3 separate regions of the Mus musculus genome follow, and regions 2 and 3 are each linked to region 1. The links are chromatin contacts, called in public HiChIP or PLAC-seq and Micro-C maps. All regions are on one chromosome and are shown on one strand. The core of a region is the stretch at or near the end of the contact, and the rest is flanking DNA. Distances in the headings are between cores, read along the strand shown. Region 1 holds the start of Arfgef1 (ADP-ribosylation factor guanine nucleotide-exchange factor 1(brefeldin A-inhibited)). Region 2 has its middle 54 kb from the start of Arfgef1. Region 3 overlaps Arfgef1 (ADP-ribosylation factor guanine nucleotide-exchange factor 1(brefeldin A-inhibited)).

The links. Hi-C and Micro-C count contacts between places; a contact is called where the count stands out from the background. HiChIP or PLAC-seq counts read pairs in DNA pulled down with a chosen protein or histone mark.
Region 2: a contact with region 1 is called in an H3K27ac HiChIP or PLAC-seq map of heart atrium, with 30 read pairs. The contact joins the enhancer-like site here to the promoter of Arfgef1 in region 1. A contact is called at or near these places in 4 of 39 promoter capture datasets (the HPC-7 cell line, embryonic stem cells, neutrophils and 1 more), 9 of 484 Hi-C or Micro-C datasets (the HL-1 cell line, the MNK3 cell line, Sertoli cells and 5 more), 8 of 115 datasets of contacts at active chromatin or transcription factors (the SCID.adh cell line, bone marrow-derived macrophages, embryonic stem cells and 5 more) and 2 of 9 other capture datasets (liver and pancreatic islet).
Region 3: a contact with region 1 is called in a Micro-C map of embryonic stem cells, with 2.7 times the contacts expected there. The contact joins the enhancer-like site here to the promoter of Arfgef1 in region 1. A contact is called at or near these places in 2 of 484 Hi-C or Micro-C datasets (embryonic stem cells and nephron progenitors), 2 of 115 datasets of contacts at active chromatin or transcription factors (the SCID.adh cell line and embryonic stem cells) and 3 of 9 other capture datasets (adipose tissue, liver and pancreatic islet).

Annotation. Positions count from the first base shown.
Region 1 is chr1:10,229,772-10,234,212 of GRCm38.p6, reverse strand. It overlaps Arfgef1 (ADP-ribosylation factor guanine nucleotide-exchange factor 1(brefeldin A-inhibited)), which reads left to right and starts at 1,543. Exons shown (of 38, transcript NM_001102430.1): 1 at 1,543-1,842. The coding sequence starts at 1,719.
Region 2 is chr1:10,284,122-10,288,587 of GRCm38.p6, reverse strand. No RefSeq gene overlaps it. Among named protein-coding and RNA genes, the nearest start is that of Arfgef1, 54 kb to the right of the region's middle. Within about 2 kb of position 2,942, at least 74 of the 459 cell types and tissues checked have an H3K27ac peak or open chromatin away from gene starts, as enhancers often do. A contact at or near this core is called in the MNK3 cell line, the SCID.adh cell line, Sertoli cells and 4 more, where this site is marked.
Region 3 is chr1:10,169,927-10,173,769 of GRCm38.p6, reverse strand. Arfgef1 (ADP-ribosylation factor guanine nucleotide-exchange factor 1(brefeldin A-inhibited)) reads left to right here. Exons shown (of 38, transcript NM_001102430.1): 20 at 418-576; 21 at 786-936. Among named protein-coding and RNA genes, the nearest start is that of Arfgef1, 61 kb to the left of the region's middle. Within about 2 kb of position 2,544, at least 18 of the 459 cell types and tissues checked have an H3K27ac peak or open chromatin away from gene starts, as enhancers often do. A contact at or near this core is called in embryonic stem cells, where this site is marked.

The sequences.
Region 1 (4,441 bases), core at 294-2,793:
AGACAAATTAGAAATGGAGTATGTTTCCCTGATGTATAACAGAATGTACATTATATTTGATGTAGGAGCAAAATGAATCTCTAATTTCGAAGATTTTAGTGTTTAAGATGAAGGTAATGGATTTGTAGATTTCTCAGGACAACCACATTTTGATGTATCTGTCCATTTTAATTGTATGTCACCTTCAGATTTCCCATTTTTATTTCCTTTGGCTTTTCATACGTCTCAAGTCTTGTCACTTTGCAGCGTTCACACCTTTGGATTCTGATTGCTGCATTAATATAAATCCACAGCTAACACACTCTAAGGAAAAGAAAGCAAAAGCTGTATCCTAACCGGGATCCCATGTTGCTGGAGACACGCAATAGCATGGAACCCCCTGTAAACCGGCTGCATTTATTTCATGGGATTCTTAACGTTTTCTCTCAGAAGCAATGCGGAAATTTGAGTTCTGTGGCATTAAAGCAGGCACAGTATGGTCAGGAGTATCTGTTCTTAAAGCTTTTCCATTCTGAAAACTCCGGATTAAAGGTAGAGAACGGGAGGGCTCTGTGCGGTACCTGAGTCAGAAGCACTCACCTTAACTTCAGTGTCAATCAGAAAAGGGCATGAAACCTAGGGTTTACTGATTTACCCTATTGAGAGATTTAAAAAGTGAAAATATTCCTGAATCTTCGCCCAGTGGTTTTTAGCTTACGTTTTGCAAAAGAGATCCATCTTGAAGTAATTGAAAGTATCGGTCAAGGATAGCAATTTCCTACACCTGAGAAGGAAATTTAGACCCCGTGTGGCAGGCGGAAACCAGGTGCGCCTGAGGGAGCGACGCGGGTGTTCCTGTGGCCCTAGGACCGCGAGGAACTTTGCTCCCCGGCGACCGGCTGTCCAGAAAGTTGGGGAAGCCCGTGCACGGTAGGCAGGGGTCCTGTCGTCCCGGCCTTGGGAGCGCCCCTGTGCTCCGATCACGCATCCCAGTAGCCCGCAAGAGCAGAAGCCCCGCGCCACGCCGTGCCGCGCAGCAGGACGCCCGCCACGCCCCACGCTGCCCTGCAGGCGAACGCGGGAGGCGGCGAGTCCCCGCCGGGCCGCCGTAGAGTTGCAGCTCCGGCCGCTCCTCCCGCGCCGCCCTCCGCCCCTTGCCTCTCGGCGCCGCGGCAGCTCTGGGCTGGCGCTGGCACCGCCGCCGCCGCCGCTTCCTCTCCGCAGCCGTTCGGCCGCTGCGTGACGCGTCGTTTCCTCTCAACATGGCGTCCGGGGCAGGTCGGCGGTGATGGAGGCCAGTCGGCGGCTGCGGCGGATGCTGGTCCCCACGGTAGCTAGGGCAGCCTCGCGCCTGCTGGCAGTGTGAGGCGCCGCCACCTAGGCCCTCGGCCCCGGGAAGACGGCCGCCCGGGCCGAGTGCCGCCGCCGCCGGGCCGTAGGGACGAGTGAGGCGGGCGGCCGGGAAGCGACCCCCGGGCCGACGGCGCCGAGGCCGGACGGGCGCGGCCCTCGAACGGCGGCCCCTCGAGCGTGGCGAGGCTTTCGACGCCCTTGGCGGCCCCGCGGCCGCTCCGCGTCGCCGGCCGCTTCCTGGTGCCGCCGCTGCCCTCCACGCCTCCTCGCCCCCACCGCCACCTCCTCGCCTTTCTCCCTCCCCGTCCTCATCCCGGTCCCCGTCCCCCTCCTCCGCCTTCCCTCCAGCCGCCGGGACCGCCGCCGCCGCCGCCTCCTCCGCGTCCATGTATGAGGGCAAGAAGACGAAGAACATGTTCCTGACCCGGGCCCTGGAGAAGATTCTGGCCGACAAGGAAGTGAAGAAGGCGCATCACTCCCAGCTGCGCAAAGCGTGCGAGGTGGCCCTAGGTGAGCCCGGAGGAGGCCGCGGCGCGGGGTGCCGGCCGCGAGAGGTGGGCGGCGTGGCGGGCGGCTCGTCCGGGGAGCCCTGCTGGCCGCCCGACTGGAGTTGACAGCAACTCGGCTGGACGCGGGGCACCGGCTGAGTGGAGGAGGATAGGCGGCCAGCCGGGGCCCCTGGAACTCGAGATGGTTACGGATCGCGAGGCACCTGGCTTCGAGTGGTCCACAGGACGGGATGGGGGGAGGGTTGTTGGTGGCCCCTGCGGTGCGGACAGAATGTCATCCTTTGTGATGGAGCAGAAGATGAGCTGTTGTTTATTAGCTTAGAAATTGAGGTGGGGCCGATCTGACGAGACTGAGCGTGGGGGAGGGTTCCGTATTGCAATTACAATAACTTTATGATTTGGCGTGGTACTTTGGGAAGAAAGGTTGAAGTTGTTCCCTCGTTGACAGTCTCGAGAAAGGGGGTTGCAAAAGGTGCCTCGAGTTTGCCATCTCTCTGCCCCAGCTACAGGAAAAAAGAGTAGTAATGTAACCTACTGGGCTGACCTGGAAGAACAAGACTAGAGGTTAAGGGGGTGGCGGTGGCCGTGTCTGTGTGGAAATGTGGAAGGAAAGAACCTTTAGATAAATTGACTTTAGGTAACACAGAAAGGGGTGTGTGTGAAATGAGAGAAAAGAGAAAGACAATGACACCCACCAGCCACATGTCTGGACAGTGGCAGCTGTTCTCAAGCTTCAGTTGTGATTTATAGTTCAGACAGAAGAGGTCTAGTGTAATGAAGCCACAGCAGGGCAAATCCCAAACAATACCTATAAAACCATTGTAGGCAGATAACGATTTGTTTGCGGTAGGTTTGGTAGGTCTAGTGCATCCATCAATAAGAGAATTGTTAAGGGAGAAGCCAGAACATTTAACACAGATAAATTTGTGATGCTTACCCTTTTGTTTATAGCCCTGGACCAGAGCAGCTCAACTTTGCAAGAAATGAAAATGGTTAAAAGTGATTTTTGAAAAACATTTTTGAAAGGGGACAAACTAACTTTATGCTAAAGTAAGGGGTCCAGATAGGTTAGAGACAATTTTGCATTTAAGTTTTGACTTAAGACTACCATTTAACTTACTCCAAATGTTACAGCCGCCCTTCCTCCTTTTTTTCTCAATACTTAGTAATATGAAAAACATCAACTGGATTTGTTTAACATCCACCAAAAAATGGTCCTTTTTGTTGGTGGTGTTTTGTTGTTAATGTAGTAGTATAGTGGACTTAAATAGTTCCTTCCTTTGCCCTTCATTGGTCATAAGTTCCCATTTTGTTATTGTAACTAACAACACGTTTCCAGGTGAATGAGAAGACTATTGTACAGTTGCAAAAATTGAATTTATATTTGGGTCCTGAAAGAAGTCATTATTAATTGGAGTGATAGGAAGGGTTTTAAGAACTTTTAAAATTATTGTGTGCTGTAGGGTTTTCAGTAACCTGGCAGGGTAAAAAAACAAATGAAATTCAAATTAAAGCTTTAGTATTTAAGAACTAAGCTTTGCTGTGTTAGAGTATGTGTGTCCATTTTTTTTCCTTTTTTTTTTTTTTTTTTTTTTTTAAGCAAGGGGCATGGGGGCATGCAGACAGGTTCCAAGTAGCCCAGGCTGGCCTAATATTTCTTTGTAGCTGAGGACAACTTGAACTTTCCTAAACCACTGTCTCTGATTTTGAATTCTGGGATTATAGACAAATGACGGCTTGTTTTAGAGGTGCAATGCAGAGGATGGAACCCAGGGATTCATTTGTAGTGGCAAGCATTCTATCAACTGAAAAATATCCAAACCCAGAAAGTATTTCCAGTATGCTAAAGCATACACATTTACAGGTTTTAAGTAAACTGGTTTTTATGTACTTTTTTTCTCTTTCCAAATACTAAAATGAGTATGTTGGCAGCTCATCGAAATGAGAGTCTGGGGTTTAAGTCCATCTTTTGTTACAGTTCAGTATTACTGTGCTTGGACTTTCTCAGTCCAGTTAAGGGTAGTGGACTCAGTGAATGTGAGTGCGTTCTTCTGCTAGATACATCTGGTATTCTTGCCGCTCTACATTTCTTCAGAAAGTCTGTAGCTCCCTTAACTGCAGCCCTGACATTTTTAGGCATAGGAATTCTTGATGGTGTGCTCTTTAAATCTTTTGCCATTTAACGAGTACCAGAGTACTTTGTTTACAGGAAGTTTTTTGGGTGTTTTTGTTTTTAACAAGAGGCATTTTCCATATTTCATAAAAGTTACATTTAGCTCTCTATAAAGTAAATTTTCAGTATGCAGTCTCATGGTAAATAACCCCTGATTTTTTTTTCTTCCAGTCATCTGTCAGTATTAAGTTTGGGATAGCTGCTATCTATCACTGGCTGACTTGGAACTCATTATGTAGACCAGGCTACCCTTGAACTATAGAACTTATGGCAGTCCTCCTGCCTCTGCCTCCAAGGTACTGAGATTACTGGTGCCTACTGGTGTGTGTGGCTATTGTTAAAACCCTTGTGAATATTTCTATATATATTCATTCTCTCTTTAGATGTTGTTGAACACTTAACACGGAGCTGAAAGGAGATGGGCAGT
Region 2 (4,466 bases), core at 1,693-4,192, 53 kb before region 1:
CATATGCCAGCAAGATTTTGTTGAAGGGACCCTGATATAGCTATCTGGTATGAGGCTATGCCAGTGCCTAGCAAATACAGAAGTGAATGCTCACAGCCATCTATAAGATGGAACACTGGGCCCCCAATGGAGAAGCTAGAGAAAGTACCTAAGGAGCTGAAGGGGTCTGCAACCCTATAGGTAGAACAACAATATGAACTAACCAGTACCCCCAGAGATCATGTCACTAGCTGCATATGTAGCAGAAGATAGCTTAGTTGGCCATCATTGGGAAAAGAGGCCCCTTGGTCTTGCAAACTTTATATGCCCCAGTACAGGGGAACACCAGAGCCAAGAAGTGGGAGTGGGTGGGTAGGGGAGTGAGGGGGGATTAGGGGGCTTTGGGGATAGCATTTGAAATGTAAATGAAGAAAATACCTAACAAAAAATTGGAAAAAATGAAAAGAGTCCATGCTAGCATCCTAGCCCTTCTCACCTCCTACCAGACCCTGAACTTCCTCAGCCATGGGCATCTCTCCCCCTAGCTTCTCTTTCTCCTGATAACCCTGCTACTTCAGCATTGTTCTCACTTTGCCCAAGCTCTTTTTGCCTTCTTCTGCCTCCCTCCTCCCACTTTCTCTGCCTCTCTTTGCCTCACCCTGTCTGCTCTGTTCCTACCCTGTCTCATGGCCTGGTCCACTTGCTGGTCATTTTCAGTCTGCTACTTTCTCTCTCTTTTCTGGACTCTCCCAGATGTCTCTGGCTGTTCTCTCTTCTACCTGTCTGAAATATAAGACCACTACCACAATCTTTGAGCCAAATTTGAAGTAAGCTTTAATTAAATACTGCTCAAGAGGATGGACTCTGGCTGGGTTCCCAGAAAATGGAGAAGAGTCACATTTTGCTTAAGTTTATAAAGGCACATCTATAAGGCCACCATATTTCCCATCAGGTACAATCAGGGGGCAAGTGCATATCCTGATGTAATCCCTGCCCACATAACTCCCACCTACAGGTGATCAAGTATATCCAGTGCAGTTGAGTCAGACAAACTTGGTCAGGGGAGTGAAAACTTGTAGCCTATTATCTCCCATAAACAATACCCTCCAGCATTTCAGGAAGTATTTGTCCTTGGGCAAGGGGCTTACAGGTTAGACATATTTTTGTTTCATAGATCTCTTAGTCACAGTAATTTTAAAAAACTTAAAATGTAACTTTGGCTCTCACACATGCCACCAGTGTATTAAGGGAGGACGTAGAGTAGCTACAGAGCTTGAGCTTCTTTTGGAGGGCTAGAAATGCTCAGGAATTAGTAGAAATCTGTACAGTATTGTAAGTGCATTAGAATCCACGAAAATTAAGTTGTATGCTTTAATACAATGAATAAGACATAAGCTATACTAATAAGAACAATCGCAAAACAGATATGATGAAGCTGAGATGCTGGTTCCATTCAGGAGTCAAACCTGTTGTGGGATAACAGTGTTTACTTCATAGTATTTCTGGTAACACACAGTAACTGTAGGCTGTGGCAACTATGTGGAGAGTTTTGGCAAAGATGAGAGTACCAGCAGCCAGTGGTGCCTTCGGAAGGTGTGAGAGTACTGAAGTGGGAAGTGAGAACTGGAAAGAGCAAACCTGCCTGGCATATCCAAGGATAGATAGCTCATTCCTTGCAGAAGGAGGATTCCCTCAACAGCCTCCAGCACCAAGAAAGTATGCTACACAGATCAATATGGATGGCATGTCTATAGAGTCCAATTATCTCAGCTGTAACCCCAAATCAAGTAAAGCTGTGAATAGAGAGGGAAATAAATAGTATTTTCCAAAGAAAGTGAAACTGGTTGACTGAATAACAATCCCCATGCTATGTGCCTGACTTTGAATGTTCAGGCCTCAAAAGTTCCATGTTAAACTAAAAGGAAGTAGCCAGTTCTGTCTAAGTTCAGGATCTTGAGGTGGGGAGTTTGTTCTGGATTATCAGGATAAGCCCAATTGTTGCTAAATCTCCTTCCTTTGAGGAGATGTGAATAACATCTACCCCTCCCTTCTATGGTCCCAGTAAAAGTTCACTCTAGGGAACCAAAATATTCACTAGACTTGTGTACAGAGCAGTGGGTGAGGGGCTTGTGTACAGAGCAGTGGGTGAGGGGCTTGTGTACAGAGCAGTGGGTGAGGGGCTTGTGTACAGAGCAATGGGTGAGGGGCTTGTGTACAGAGCAATGGGTGAGGGGCTTGTGTACAGAGCAATGGGTGAGGGGCTTGTGTACAGAGCAATGGGTGAGGGGCTACGTGTAGGATTGAGAATGACCTTAAAGCAGCCACATTGGAAGGCACAGACCCTGGCATGATTTATGACTCCTTCAAGGCTGTGTAGGTGGAGTCCCTGAAGGGATTAGAGGTAGAGGAAGAGGGGGACAAAGGAGGAGAGAGAGAGAGAGAGAGAGAGAGAGAGAGAGAGAGAGAGAGAGAGAGAGAGAGAGAAACAGAGAGACAGAGAGAGAGAGAAACAGAGAAACAGAAACAGAGAAACAGAGACAGAGAGACAGAGAGAAGGGAGGGGAAGAGGGGAGGGAGAAAGAGAGGGAGGGAGGGAGGGAGGGAAGGAGGGAGGGAGGGAGACAGAGACAGAGAGAAACAGAGAGAAACAGAAACAGAGAAACAGAGACAGAGAGACAGAGAGAGGGGAGGGGGAGAGGGGAGGGAGAAAGAGAGGGAGGGAAGGAGGGAGAGAGAGAGAGAGAGAGAGAGAGAGAGAGAGAGAGGGGTGGAGAGAAGAGGAGAGAGAAAACAGTTTCAGGGAGAGAAAAGAGTCAGAGTCAGAGAGGCCAGATTCCCTTTCATAGAAAGCCAGGTCTACCTGGCTGTTGCTAGGTAACAGTTGGGCGGACCAGAGAAGGAATGCCAACAATTTTTATTGTAGATAAGAGAGAGAGAGACACTCTTCTGGTGAAGTCAGAAAGAAAAGGAAACAGACAGACTGGCCATCAGGGCTATCTATAGGAGAGGTGGGAAAATAATGTGGGGTTATAAGGAGGACAAGTAGCTGGGAGGTGGCAGCCAGCCTGAGAGCGGAAGCAAGCCTAGGAGTCTGGGCAGGAAGGTACAGCATGCCAGCAGGGCGGCTCTGAAATGTGAACAAATACCTGTGAGTAGGGACTGAGGGAGTCTGGAGGCCAGCGTGGCCTTTGATATGCAACCATGTGCTATGTGACATTGGAGAGCCATGTGTCCCTTCTGCCAGAGGCAAGGGGAATGGGGAAAGGTGGACAGGAACTCTCACAAGTCTCTCAAGTTCCTGAGGAATGTTGGCTTTTATCTAACTTCCAGAACTCCTTCTAGAATCCAGTTGTAATTGAGCCAAGACTGTCATTTCTAGACTGCCCGAGACCTCACCTTATGCTGACAAAGGAGAGCTAATGCAAGGGCTAGCAGAGGGCACATCTCCAGAAAGGTTTTTTGTTTTGTTCTTCAGACAGGGTGACTTAGTTTGCATTTTTATTGCTGTGAAGAGGAAACCACGACCACAGCAACGCTTATAAAGGAAAATATTTAATTGGGGCTGACTTAGAGTTTAGAGGTTTAGTCCATTATCATCATGACAGGAAACATAGCAGCATGCACATAGACATGGTGCTAGAGAAAGAGCTGAAAATTCTACATCTTGATCCTCAGGCAACAGCAATAGGAGGCTGTGGGCCACACTAGAAAGAACTTGAACATGATGAAAACTCAAAACCCACCCCCCAACAGTGACACACTTCCTCCAAGAAGGCCATACCTCCTAACAGTGTCACTTCCTGTGGGTCAAGCACTCAAACACGTGAGTCTGTTTGTGCCATTCTTATTCAAACCACTACACAGGGTTTCACACCATAGCCCAGACTGGCCCGGAACTTACTGTATACTATGTAACTTCAGCTGTCCTAGAAATCATGGCAACCCTCCTTTCTCGTCTCTGTTGTGTTAGTGTTTCAAGTGTGAGCCATCACACTCAGGAAATTCCATTTTTTTTACTATTTCAAATTGCCATACTTATACTTTGTATAAGAATCTTTATTTCCTCTTCTTGGAATAAGATATGTTTCAGCCGGGTGTGGTGGTGCACGCCTTTAATCCCAGCACTTGGGAGGCAGAGGCAGACAGATTTCTGAGTTTGAGGCCAGCCTGGTCTACAAAGTGAGTTCCAGGACAGCCAGGGCTACACAGAGAAACCCTGTCTCGAAAAACCAAAAAAAAAAAAAAAAAAAAAAAAAGATATGTTTAACTAGAGTATATACATGCTCATCTAAATAAATGGAATGTTGCTATTTACCTTTTAGATTTAAACTTACAAATTGCATCATGCTAAGTAAAATTTTTCACCAGATTATTGGCATATAAAAAAAGTAGAGAAACTCCAAGAAAATAATGTTTACAACTCTAAAAGACTAAAAAATCTAGCAACTTAAATAGCAATAACCCCACTGTATATCAGCAAATACCAG
Region 3 (3,843 bases), core at 1,295-3,794, 61 kb after region 1:
TTAGCTAGACTCTTCTATTTCTTAACCCATTTTATATTTCATTGAGAATGTTATGACTTAGTGTATTACAAAATACAGCCTAGCTATAGAGGAAATAATGAACAAATTTATAAATAAAGGTTTTGCTAATATAATTAAAACAAAATTTTCAGTAAACTTATTTTCACTGTATAAATTCATTTATTGACTACTGAAAATCTCATTTGGAATTGTCGGTTCAGGTTGTGTCTAGAATTAAGACATTTATGACCTTTCTGCCTTACTTGAAGATTATAACAATTTTTAGTTTTGTGTGTAATCCATGACATGTTTGCTAAGATTTACTAAGCGCATAGACAGTTGGTTTACTAAATTAGAGGCCAGTGTGCTGTGTTTTCAACCATGTAAATACAATTCTCTCTCTCCCCCCGCCCCCAGCTGGAAAGAGATGCATATGTCCAAGCACTAGCCAGATTTACCTTACTTACAGTGAGTTCTGGTATTACTGAAATGAAACAGAAGAATATCGACACAATAAAAACACTCATCACGGTGGCTCACACTGATGGAAATTATTTAGGAAATTCGTGGCATGAGGTAGAAACACTTTTAACTTTGCAACTCAATTTTTAAAGTTAGTTGATGCTAAATGTTCTACTGTAATAAGCTTTAATTGTGGGAAATAATTTATTTTAAATAAACAGCTTGCATAATGATTTATAATGTAATGTTTTTACATTCTAACTGCATATATTTTAAGATACATACTTTTAAAACCTCACTTTTTTTTTCTTTCTGTGCTGTAGATCCTGAAGTGCATCAGTCAGTTAGAGCTGGCACAACTTATAGGAACTGGAGTGAAGCCTCGGTACATTTCTGGGACTGTGAGAGGCAGAGAAGGGTCTCTCACTGGGACAAAAGATCAGGCTCCAGATGAATTTGTTGGTCTAGGGCTAGGTGAGAGGTTTTAAGTTCCTTTTAGAAAGTGTCAAAACTTTTTTTTAATCATGCTGTGTTATTTTTATTATGACAATGAAATATAATTAGAGAAATTGCCCTTTGTCTAACATGTTATAGAGAAAAACAAGATAATAGGAAATTAGTCTTTTTTCACTTGGTCTGGTTTACAGTATTAAATGCTACTTAGTTTCTTCCTCCTAACTATGTAAAGGATACACTTCAATTCACTTGCTTCTAAGACTGGACAAGTAACATGTAGACTTACGATTAAGAAATGATTGGAGCAAGGAGAAATCAGTCACACTCAAGCATTTGAAAGCCATTGTGTAGGCCCATGCAAACTGTTCTGTCAGGGTGGAACCTCTTAACCCAAGCTTTCAGAAGCGCTGGGAGTGGCCAACATATTAGCAAAAGTAAAAGCCAAAAAAATGAAAGATAATATATTTTTAGTCAAAAATAGAAAGAGTTCAGCCGGGCGTGGTGGCGCACGCCTTTAAACCCAGCACTTGGGAGGCAGAGGCAGGTGAATTTCTGAGTTTGAGGCCAGCCTGGTCTACAGAGTGAGTTCCAGGATAGCCAGAGCTACACAGAGAAACCCTGTCTCGAAAAAACAAAAGAATACAAAGAGTTCGAATGGGGTGGAGAGATGATTCAGCGGTTAAGAGCGCCGACTGCTCTTCCAGTGGTCCTGAGTTCACCTCCCAGCAACCACATGGTGGCTCAAGGAAGATGTTTAGACTTAGACTTTGACTTGTGTACTTTTGGGTTTGAGTTCTTCTACATTTCTTTCATGCTTGTGTGCCAGCTCCTTTAAGTTCCTGATTTGTTTTCCACCATTGCAAACTAAAGACATCTAATTGCAGGATTATTGGGACTAAATAAGAAGGTATGTGTGAAGAATGGATTTAGCACACTCGTATTACATTAGAGACTGGGGAGTGAGTACCATCTGACCATCTCTCCCTCTCCACAGTCACACAGTCAGCTCTTCAGAAGCATGGATCAGGAGCAATAAGGAGTATGCCAGAGACCCAGCAGTGTTAAATTTTTAAGACTTTGTAATATAAAATTATATTGTGAATATTTCCTATCTTTATCCTTTAGTAATTTCTGTTGTTGTTAGCAGTCCTTAGGAAACCTAAAATGGTTAAGAGGAGAAGAAAAAGGACTAGGACCATATGTTGATTTCAATTTGGATTGAGTAAAATTAGTTCCTGGTGGTAGTTAACTAAAATAATCTAACAGTGCAATCTAGCAGAATGTCTCAGTGATGCCATTGCAGAATGTGAAGCATGAATCTGTTGGGGCTTGCCTGCGGCTCTCATGTTCGGGTTCGAGCCTGGGAGGCAGCCTGGAGCTGAAAAAGAAGAGGGAAACTAGGCTGAGAGAGAGAGATGGAACCAAGACAGGAATCTGATCAAGGCTCAAATTTTTAATGGTGGACAAGCTTTATAAAGGAGAGGGGAAGCCCATTCCCGCCAAATCGTCCTTGGAGCCCAGCTGCAGGTGACCACGTGCAGACTCCGGAACAGCTAGGCCGACTCCCAGCAGGTCGCAGCTGTGTCAGTGGCAGAACAATAGAGTGATCCAGGGAGGCAGCTCCACCCTAGCTGATCTCCTTAGTGGCAACAAAATCTGGCTCAGCCTGCTTCAGGCTTGTTGGAGGCTACATGAATCCTTGCTGTTGAGTTCAAGTGTATTAGGTTTGGTGGTCCAGCAGTAGAGTTTAGAACTGCCTCAGGAGTGCCATGGGAAACCTAGAAGTCTACTTCTAAACATTAGAGCAATAGTTACTGCATAAGATGGCAAAAGATATGGCAAAAGCTGTTTACAGACAGGTGAATGTGCGTCAATAACTGAATAACTGAAAAGTCAGAGAGAATATAGGAAGGCTGAAATGATAGGGTTAGTTGCCAAAGTCAGCTGTGGCAAGTAGAACTGCAGGATTCGATTACAGCAGAAATTAAACACCAATAAAAACTTGCAGCTATATATTTTAGTTTAGAGAAACAGTGATACTTGCTAACACTTAGTACTGAAAGACCCACAACGTGAGGACTCCCCCACGTTCTGACTCAGGAGAGGCGACACCCCAAATCACTCACAAGAAACAGTCTTGCCACAAACTGCAAGAGGACTTTTATTCAAGAACGCCCTCGGGGCCACGGTCATACACCACACAGGGGTAGAGGACCGTGGCGCCCCGAGTAGCTGGGTAAGGAGGTATTTAAAGGAAGAAACCACAACTCAAGGAAGTGGGGAGGGCGTTGTTGGGAAATACCAAAGATACCAGTTAAGAGTCCCAAGGAAGTGCAAAGTCAAAAAAGTCACAAGGAATACCTGGTAATTGTTTGGGTTATCTCTCAAGACAGTTTCTAAGAGCCCCTAACTATAGCACATTCTTTGAATGAACACTCTTTGAACCCAGGAAGCGGGTGGGTGGAGGAATGTGGCTATCTGTTTTATGATTAACATACCTTGGAGCATTGAGACACAGAGGTCACATTCCAAGCCTGGGCCTAAATGCCTAGAATTTTGTTTTTACGTTATACTTTCAGTACATTTTAAAGTGAATGGATGTTTATGCATTGTATTGTAGTGCTACTTAGATTTCAATAATAAAAGTGACCTAACATTTCCCTTCATAAAAATAATTTACATGAAGATACATCAGACCACCCCCCCCCAAAAAAAAAACTTGTTGCTAGGCAACTGTAGAAACCAGTAACTCCTCTTATCCTTTAATTAATAACTTTCTCTTAATCTGTATTGATATATTTTCTATTTCACTATGTTGTCAAGGTGTATGATTCTCTTGCCTTCACCTTCCGAGATAACAGGGATGAGCCATTATGTCTGCTTTTTGTGTGAACTTTGTCCTTTGTCATAGTTTTGATCTTGTTT